Linked DNA regions of Danio rerio: region 2 is linked to region 1. The links are chromatin contacts, called in public Micro-C maps. All regions are on one chromosome and are shown on one strand. The core of a region is the stretch at or near the end of the contact, and the rest is flanking DNA. Distances in the headings are between cores, read along the strand shown.

What was found. A called contact is a pair of places that touch in the nucleus more often than the background predicts.
Region 2: a contact with region 1 is called in a Micro-C map of caudal fin, with 4 times the contacts expected there. The contact joins the promoter of esf1 here to the promoter of LOC108190350 in region 1. A contact is called at or near these places in 2 of 18 Hi-C or Micro-C datasets (caudal fin and embryo) and 1 of 4 datasets of contacts at active chromatin or transcription factors (caudal fin).

What each region holds. Positions count from the first base shown.
Region 1 is chr1:54,400,426-54,405,325 of GRCz12tu, reverse strand. It overlaps LOC108190350, which reads left to right and starts at 3,193. Exons shown (of 3, transcript XM_068221751.1): 1 at 3,193-3,237.
Region 2 is chr1:54,537,574-54,542,522 of GRCz12tu, reverse strand. It overlaps esf1 (ESF1, nucleolar pre-rRNA processing protein, homolog (S. cerevisiae)), which reads left to right and starts at 2,673. Exons shown (of 14, transcript NM_199745.2): 1 at 2,673-2,750; 2 at 4,379-4,861. The coding sequence starts at 4,402. ndufaf5 (NADH:ubiquinone oxidoreductase complex assembly factor 5) reads right to left here and starts at 1,332. Exons shown (of 11, transcript NM_001082894.2): 1 at 1,055-1,332; 2 at 929-969. The coding sequence starts at 1,216.

The sequences.
Region 1 (4,900 bases), core at 1,944-4,443:
TGATGCCACAAGCTTGGCAGAGCTGTCTTTGGGAATTTTTGCCCATTCCTCTTTGCAGTACCTCTCAAGCTTTATTAGGTCGGATGGGAAGCGACGTTGTACAGCCTTTTTCAGATCTCTCCAGAGATGTTCAATAGGATTTAGGTCTGGGCGCTCGCTGGGCCACTCAAGGACATTCACCGAGTTGTTATGAAGCCACTCCATTGATATTTTGGCAGTGTGCTTTGGGTCGTTGTCCTGCTGGAAGATGAACCGTCGCCCTAGTCTGAGGTCAAGAGCACTCTGAAGCAGGTTTTCATTCAAGATGTCTCTGTACATAGTATTTTACAAATAATTTCAATGAAGAGTATTTGAAGTGAGTTTGGTCAGAAGATTTGCTGACAGACTGAAGTATAAGATGACGTTAAAAAAATCGTTGATCAATTTAGGCGAATCGTATATATGCACACGGACTTTTAATTTGAAGGAGGCCAGCCTCAGCGATTGTGTTGAACTGTCTATCCATTATAAAATTGCCTTGTTTTAAGTCAGATTTCTTTAAAAATCTGTGATCTTCACTGCCTGATAGATATACAACATAGAGTGAGTCTCAGACCGAACAAAAGACACTTCATTAAATTCCATTTCCCCCTAAAATGTCTTTAAAATATGAGTTTATTTTACTCCAGTATTTTCAATGACGTTTCTGCGCTCGCCTTCTGATCCTGACGGTGTTAGTGTAGCGGAGGCCAGCTAGTTTGTGCTGTGCAGGTAAACCTCGCTCCTCTGACCTCTAGAGATGCTCTAGCGACAGATGCTAGAGGCCACGTTCTTTAGCCTCCTTGTTAGAGCAACCGACTCCCATGCGGAAGGTTGCCGGTTCGATCCCAGCTCGGAGCGGGTTGGGCGGTGTAGGACCGGCGGGGCTACATTGGTGCCGTGACCCGGATGGGAGTGAGGTTTAGGGGGTGAGTGTAACGGAGGCCAGCTAGTACATGCTGTGCAGGTAAACGTCACTCCTCTGACCTCTAGAGATGCTCTAGCGACAGATGCTAGAGGCTATGGTTTTTAGCCTCCTTGTTAGAGCAACCGACTCCCATGCGGAAGGTCTCCGGATCGATCCCAGCTCGGAGCGGGTTGGGCGGTGTAGGACCGGCGGGGTTACATTAGCAGTTACACTGTCTTTCATCTTGTTTACGCTTGAACAACTAAATGAATGCCTAAGTCTATTTAACTAAATGTATTGTAATTAAATTACAACATCGATGCTGTAGAAGGAAGCTTATAAATTTCAAAATGGTCACATTAAGCTTTCACCACAAGTTTATCATTGGCTGAAAAGCAACTAGCTGTGCATAGAGCCCATTCAGTGACAAGCTGCAAGCTTTGAATGTTCATATCAGGTTAAATCTTCTAAACGAGAATTTGGTCACTGTTCCCTACTGAAAAAGATAGCTTTAACTATAGTTGCTCAGGTTAGTCTTAGCTGGTCAAGCTGGTTTTAACTGGTCTTAGCTGGTCAGGCTAGGTTTAGAGGGGTTTTGGACACTTAAGCTGGTCTTAGTTGGTCTTAGCTGATTTTAGCAGGTCAGGCTGATTTTAGAGGGGTTTTGGCGACTTTTTAGCTGGTCTTAGCTGGTTTTAGCTGGTCAGGCTGGCTGCTCCTAGTCTTAGTTGGTCAGGCTTGTCTTAGAGTAACAGAGGCCAGCTAGTAAGCGATGTGCAGGTAAACCTGGTGAGGCTAGCATCCTTGGTAGAGCAACCGACTCCCATGCGGAAAGTTGCCAGTTCGATACCAGCTCGGAGGGGCTGGGTGGTGTAGGACCGGTGGGGTTACATTAGCTGGTCAGGCTGGCTGGTCTTAGGTGGTTTTAGCACGTCAGGCTGGCTGGTCATTGGTGGTTTTAGCTGGTCAGGCTGGCTGGTCTTAGCAGTTTTTTCAGCAGGGTTTTAGAGCACACTGACTTTTATATATCCTTAAACTAACATACTAATATTAACATCTAAAAACTGTATTTTAATTTCACCTGTAAAATGTTAATTACATTGAAAAAACATTTTATTAACTTTTAAAGAACATTTGTTTATAATTTTGCTCTTGCATCCCAGTTGATGATGAATGCTCTCTGAATTTAACATAAAGAGAACGTTAGAAAAACGTTATTAGAACGTATTTTGGGGTTAAATATTTCATTTGGATGTAATCATTTGTTTCATTTGCACTCTATAATAGTTTATCTCCTTCACTCTCTCTATCCGAAGTCTGAGGAATAATCTTGCTTTTAATGTTAGAGTATCAAGTCCTCCAAAAGCTCCACACCCTGTCGTTAGTGCCTTTAAACAGATAAGACCCAGATGTTTCACATTCCGGTCATTATAAAAGATAGTTGCAGACTATAATACAAACGTCTCAACACAGTAAAAACGAAATCCTGTCAGTATAATTTTTTTTATTGCGTAAGTGAGTAGCTCCCTCTACTGGTCTGTCATAGGCGTAACACTTTCCTCTTTACACTAAATCCCGCCTCCTTGATTGATATTTTGATGAACCAATAATATCACGCCGCTTGAAACGTTAACCAATGAAAACGTTTCCTGCTTTTTATTACATGTATATAATTTTAAATCTTTAATTTTTCTTCGGCTTAGTCCTTCATTTATCAGGGGTCGCCACAGCGTAATGAACCTCCTTTTTAAATATGATATTGTCAAATATTAACATATATACACTTGCAAAAATATAAATATTTGATTCAATTAGTCCTGAAGTAACTATTTACAAGGGATTTTAAAGGGATCGTTCGCCAAAAACTGATTTTGTTTTGGTCATTATTTACTTACCCTTCACTTCCAAAACTGTTAGACTTATTTTATTTTGTTGAACACAAAAGAAGATATTTCTAAAGAAACCTGGAAACGTGTAACAATCCACATTCATATTTGTTTTTCCTGCTATAAAAGTCATTTGTTTTTCAGCTTTCGTCAAAAAAATATGTTTAAAAGAATGAAGAAAGTTTGAAGGGCGATTAAATGGAGTACCTTTTTATTTTTGCGTGAGCTATCCCTTAAATAGAGTCAAATAATTATATTTTACATCCATAATCAAAACAAAATTTTAGTTCGTTTGTTGTATTAAAATATCCATATTCCATGAGAAATGTTGCTAGTATTATTTTTAGTCAGGACAATTGGCGGCAACCTATCTCCTTCGTCAGGACCCAAAATGGTGGCGGCGTGAGTGAAAACTAAAAGCTGAAGGTGAGTGAAATAATCACATGTAAAGTTATGCCAGATGCACCACACGCTTTATAACCAAACAGATACGTTATTTTTAACCTGGTCTATTTACTACTGCAATTGTCAAACTAATAAACGACGCCGTTTTACAATAATCCTCCATCTAAATTGGATAATGTTATGTCACATGTAGAAAAGACACTTCTGACATATCATGAAAAATATTACAATCTTCAGCATATCTTAAAAAGTTTGTGCTCACAACTACAACAGATGCTTTATTTTTTTTTAAGAAGGCTGAGATGGTATGGAGTGGGTAGCAATTTTTGCTTGTTGTTTTTTACCGAGCTTGAAAGTCGTATTTGCTTTGGAATCACAGTCTGGTTTGGAAATCTGGCGATTCAATTGAAAAATAAATTGGTTCATTTTCAAAAAACAGCCATGAAAATCATAGAAATTAAACAACACGAGCCCATACAGACTCTATATGAACAGGCGGTCATGAGAAGAACAATAAATATTAGTGCTGATTCCAAACTTCCTCTTTTCAGTGAATATCAGATGTTACCGTCAGGAAAAAGACCGAGAATGTGTAAAACCAATAGATTGAAGCTTGCGTTTGTTCTTACCTCGACAAAACTGTTGAACTCTGCCAAGAACAAAGCACCTGCAGTACATTAGCACCTGACTGTGTTCTGTGCATTATATATTTCACAGTTATATATGGTCTTATTTTATAAACGATGTATGTTCTTAATTGTTTTGTTTATTTTTTTTTATTGTCTCCTTTTTTATTTCCTCTCCGGGACAAATAAAGTTGATCCTATCCTTAAAAAAAACCTACAAAAATTACAAGTTTTACAGTGGTGTAACGTTAGCTAGTTATAATGAATATTCTCTGTGTGTGTGTGTGTGTGTGTGTGTGTGTGTGTGTGTATACTTGAAGTGAGAATTATTACCCCCCCCCTTAAATATTTCCCAAATAGTGTTTAATAGATTTTACATTTTTATTTTCACAGGATGTCTGATAATATTTTTTTCTTCCGGAGAAAGTCTTATATGTTTTATTTCAGCTAAAATAAGCGCAGTTTTTAATTTTTTAAACAATTTTAGGGTCAAAATTATTAGCCCCTTTAAGCAATTTTCTTTTTCCAATAGTCTACAGAACAAACCATCGTTATACAATAATTTGCCTAATTACCCTAACCTGCCTGCCTAGAGCCAAACTATTATGTGTAGAAATGTGTTGAAAAAAATCTCTCTGTTAAACAGAAATTGGGGAAAAATGAACAAGGGAGCTAATAATTTAGGGGGGCTAAATTATGACTTTAACTGTGTGTGTGTGTGTGTGTGTGTGTGTGTGTGTGTGTGTGTGTGTGTGTGTGTGTGTGTGTATGTGTGTGTGTGTGTGTGTGTGTGTGTGTGTGTGTGTGTGTGTGTGTGTATATATAACGCACACACATACAGAAAGCAGGAGCAAAAACCATCCAGCTAGATGATACAGAGTCTAGACAGCCTGTAAAAAGCTGTATGTATACATGCACAAACCCAACTCTCTCATTCACAAACACACACACACACACACACACACACACACACACACACACACACAGACACAGACACAGACAGCACTAAGCCAGATAGGCACAGCAACACACACTCTCTCTCATTCACACACATGCAC
Region 2 (4,949 bases), core at 1,424-3,923, 140 kb before region 1:
CCCTGCTGGAAATCAGTATAAAACAGCATCTTGTAAAAGGTATAATGAAAAATCTGATGGGTATTTTGATCTGAAACTTTATATACACATTCTAGAGACGCAAAAGACTTATATTAAATCTGAAAAAAGGGGTAACCTAGGTGCCCTTTAAGTAGGGGTGGGGCTTTCATTTTGCACATCATTCCCTCGTGGCAAACTAATGGTAAAGGATGTTGATTTATACTTCTGCTTTATGTGTATTCGATGGCACAGCTTTCGCGCGGTCGCATAGCCCTCGCTGACGCACACCTCTCAGTCAAAAAATGTAACTACAGGTTGCAACGACGTGTAGAGCCATGGTCGAGCAAGCTCTGTGATTGGTGACGAGTGTGGGCGGTGCTAAAAGCAGCAAGCCCATTGGAGCGAGTGTTTAAAAGTGTGGAGTCCCGTGAAGGAGCTCCAGATGGAAACTTTTTTTTGTGTACTTGACGATTAAAGTTTTTGCACATCGACTGGCTTCCACCTTTGAATGAGCAAGTTTCAGCTACTTGTACATTAAGATAGTTTAGAAAAAACTAAACAACCATGAAGAAACACGACACAGGAACACAAATACATACTGCCAGCTAGCGAAAGCAAATGGTCAGACTTTCATTGAAGATTACCAAAACAAACTGATTTTCCCGGTGCCATAACTTTCACTGGTTAATTATTCACTTTAAGAATAACAATTTGAGCTAGCAAAATTAAGATTATTAATTTTGATTTCACGCTGACTTTAAAAGCGTGCTGCCTTTATAGGACAGTGCAGACTAGACATTCTGCTAGATATCTCCTTTTCTATCTCGCAAAACTAAATTAAGTCATGATGACACGAAGTAAAACAAATACCATAATTGAATATTTGCCAGAATTATTAATTTTATATTAGCATGTTAAGCATAGTGACCTTGCGACATCGTAAACTCTGTCCGCCACTCTGCTGCCCACCTGCAAACACAACAAAAACACAAGTTCACACACACACAACCCTTTTTGCTCTAATATTAAACAAACATTGTGCACATTATCTGACCTCTTCTCGAAGGTAATCGTATTTGCTGCTGTCCAGTAAAGATGAAGCCCAATCCTTCTGCCTGCGCTTCATGCTCCTGTCAAACACATTCATTCCCTGCCTGGAGGAAAAACTCCGCCATGTTCTGCTCACACCGCGGAGACTCTTCACGGACACGTTCATCATTCCTGATTTATTTATTAGTACATTTTAACATGTAACTAGACTAAAACACAACTGTTTTGAACACATTTTTTTGGCGTGATTGTGAGTGCAGAGCTTTCAGTTCTGCGTCAGACAACAGCAAGAGGTCTGAGGTAAAATATGGAGTGGATCAAACCAACCAGAACACTGGAACACGGATCGGAGTCAGTGAAAAATAGGTTTATTATATTATATTATTATATAATATTATATTATATTATATTATATTATATTATATTATATTAGATTAGATTAGATTAGATTAGATTAGATTAGATTTATTATATTAGGTAAAGTGCTATAGAAAACAGCGTCCATTTTACAACTGCAAAAGTGTCTAAATACAGTAAAAGCACCAGGTCAGCGTTATTATAGTAAACTTTAGGATATTTTCAGTGTATGATTTTAGATTTTTGATAATTTGCAGGAATTTATGTTTATATAGTACTGTATAACGATGTATGTTAAATTAAAAACTGTAATAAAAAATTGAAACTGTAATTTACATTAAATAAAAATAAGTACAAACTGTAAAAAATGTGTGCGTGTGTGTGTTTTAACACTTTACATTTTATAACAGTTAAAGTTAATTTTAAGTAACGTTTTAAGTCAATTTATGGACATTTTTGATTAATTAATTGATTATTTAAAATATATATATATTTTAAATTCTGTAATATAATGGTATATAAGTCAATAAAAATATAATATACCATTATATTTTAATATAATCCTATTTAAGTAAACAAAAATATACCATTATACTTTAATATAGCCTAATCCTATATAAGTAAAGAAAAATATACCATTATACTTTAATATTATCTTATATTTTCCATTTCATTTTAACTAGTAAATGATTGTAATGCTGATATTTGGTGAATTTATTTTTGTGTTTCTTTTAGTTTTTAAAAGGTAATACTGTACATCAGTTTAATATTGAACTATAGCTAAAGTAAAATATGATTACATTTTCACACTTTTATTTCGGTTATTAATTTTTTTTATGAAACTACATATATATAAAAAAGAACTTTTTAATTGTTATAGGTTTAATAGGTTTTGATAAATTTTTGAAGTAATATTGTAGAGTATTTTTATTTTATTTTCATCAAATGTTCTAGTAATGTTGAACAATTTTGGTTTTATGTTAGATTTTTTTTTTTTTTTAACATTTTTAGATTAATTAAGGTTTAAACTGACATCAGTTTAGAACTTAATTAATCTGTATTTAATTAAATTTAATACAAATATACATTCGGCGGTTCATTCCGCTGTGGTGACCCCTGATTAATAAAGGGACTAAGCCGAAAAGAAAATGAATCAATGTAAATGTACAATCGTCCCACAGATTTGTTATGTCCGTCGTCGTCCGGTGTGTTTTGAGCTTTATGTCTCGCCGTAGTCAAGTAAGGGCGGAGCTTCAAACGTGGTCACGGAAAGAGTGAAGCATCACGGGTAAACACGTGTGTGGCTAAGCTCGGAGCTGTAATATCGCACGAAAACTCAGCAGGTCAGTGCTGGCCTTTAAATAAGTCTTTTATTTGTCGTGCAGTCAGTTATGACTGAATGTTTGAGCGTGTTTCATTAATAGCAATACTGTGATACATTAGTGAACACGTAGCGAAACGTTCATTGTTTTATTTACTTGTCAATGAAGCAATTCAGTGCAGATGTGTGCGGTGGAAATAAGAGGAAAGAAAACACATTCTGTCAATTAACATAAAACATTATATATATATATATATATATATATATATATATATATATATATATATAGCAATATTAAGTATCAATTGACTATATGCTCTGTTATTGAGAGAGCCTTTGTGGGGAAAAACTTTTAAAAAAATAATCTACAGAATTTATTTGTTTGTTTGCTTATCTGAAAGTTGATTTTAGGCTGATTCGTTGTGTTATTTAACTTTTTTATTCTTTAAAAAGAAGTTGAACCACTTTTTTGTCTCCATAATTAGTTTGCATTATAATAGCTTCATTGCATTTGTGTAGTGTGTTTGTGTTTATTATGAAATCAAATGCAAAACTTCTCATTTTCATGTCTGCATCACATTAAATTTGCAAAATAAATGCAAAGCAAGTTGTTTAATGTTTCAAACGACAACAAAAAATGTCAACATTTGATTAAAATAAAGTTTGATTGACAATGTAACTTGTCTTTATTTACAAATTAAACTATTATGTTAAATGAGAGTTTATGGGTGTTTCATAGGCGGAGGGGAAACAAACTCCAGGGTAGGCCTAATATATATGCTCTGCTCTTTAATGCATTTAAAAAGATTTGTGACTGATAAAGAAGAGAGAACTATATTATTAAACTCACCCACTGATCTACACTACCGGTCAAAAGTTTGGGTTCAGTTTATTTTTATTAACTAATCATTTTATTTCACATTTTTATTAAAATTATTCTGTTTATCGAGGCGGCATTAATTAAATATGAAGAAAAATGGTTAAATTGTTAAATACTTATTTATTAAATATTTATTACTCACTTTATGTAGTTTCAAATGAAGTTATTACTCCTTGTTGCTTTTATTACTATTACTACTACTACTACTAATAATAATAATAATTAATATTAGAGTGTGACTGGAGGAATGAAGCTGAAAATTCATTATTAAAATCACTGAAATAAATGATTAAATGAAATGATAAACTTTTTTTAACAGTAATTTTATAGTGCAATAACATTTCACAATTTTACAATTTGTACTGTGTTTTTGATTAAATAAATGCAGCTTTGGTGAGCAGGAGAAGCTTATTTCAAAACATTTAAAATCAACTGACCCCAAATGTACATAATAATAACCTGACCTGTAATGTACATAATAATAATAAAAGTAAGCTAAGCCTTCCCAAGTCTTACACACGCTCCGCCTATGGGGTGTTTCCCAATACTGTGTTGCGGCTGGAAGGGCATCCGCTGCATAAAACATATGCTGGAATAGTTGGAGGTTCATTCCGCTGTGGCGACCTCTAAAATAGAGACTAAGCTGAAGGAAAATGAATAAAACAAAATAAATACATATAATAAAACACATGACACATTCCAATGGTGCCTGAAAGTCGTGTTTCTTCTTGCACCTAAAATAAACTTTTTCTGTTTTGTTTTTTCCACAGGTTTCTGCTTCCAGTTTGGCATCATGACCTCCAAAAACACTGCAAGCGGCGATGATCGCTTCTCTAAGGTCAAGAAGGACCCTCGTTTCTGGGAGATGCCCAACAAAGAGCGCAAAATCAAGATCGACAAGCGCTTCCAGTCCATGTTTCACGATGAGCGCTTCAAACTGAAGTATACGGTGGACAAACGCGGTCGACCCGTCAAACACACCTCCACTGAGGACCTGAAGCGCTTCTACAAGCTCTCTGACTCCGAACAGTCTGATGATGATGATGATGATGAAGATGAAGAAAAAACTGAGGAAGAACAGAAAGAGAAAAGAGGCTTCGAGGCTGACAAGGAAGCTGAAGTTGAGGAGGATGATGATGATTATGAGGAGGAGGAGGGGGAGAGCGATGAATCTGAACAAGAAGAAGAGCAGAAAATCCAGAGGAATAAAGAAGCAAAGAAAACTAAAAAGGGAGTGAGAGTATATGAAGAAGGTAAGCTTTTCCTATTGGCCCAATATTCATTGCAAATCGATTAATTTTTCTTTATTGGGGACTGTCTTGGCTTAAGTCGTGCTCACAC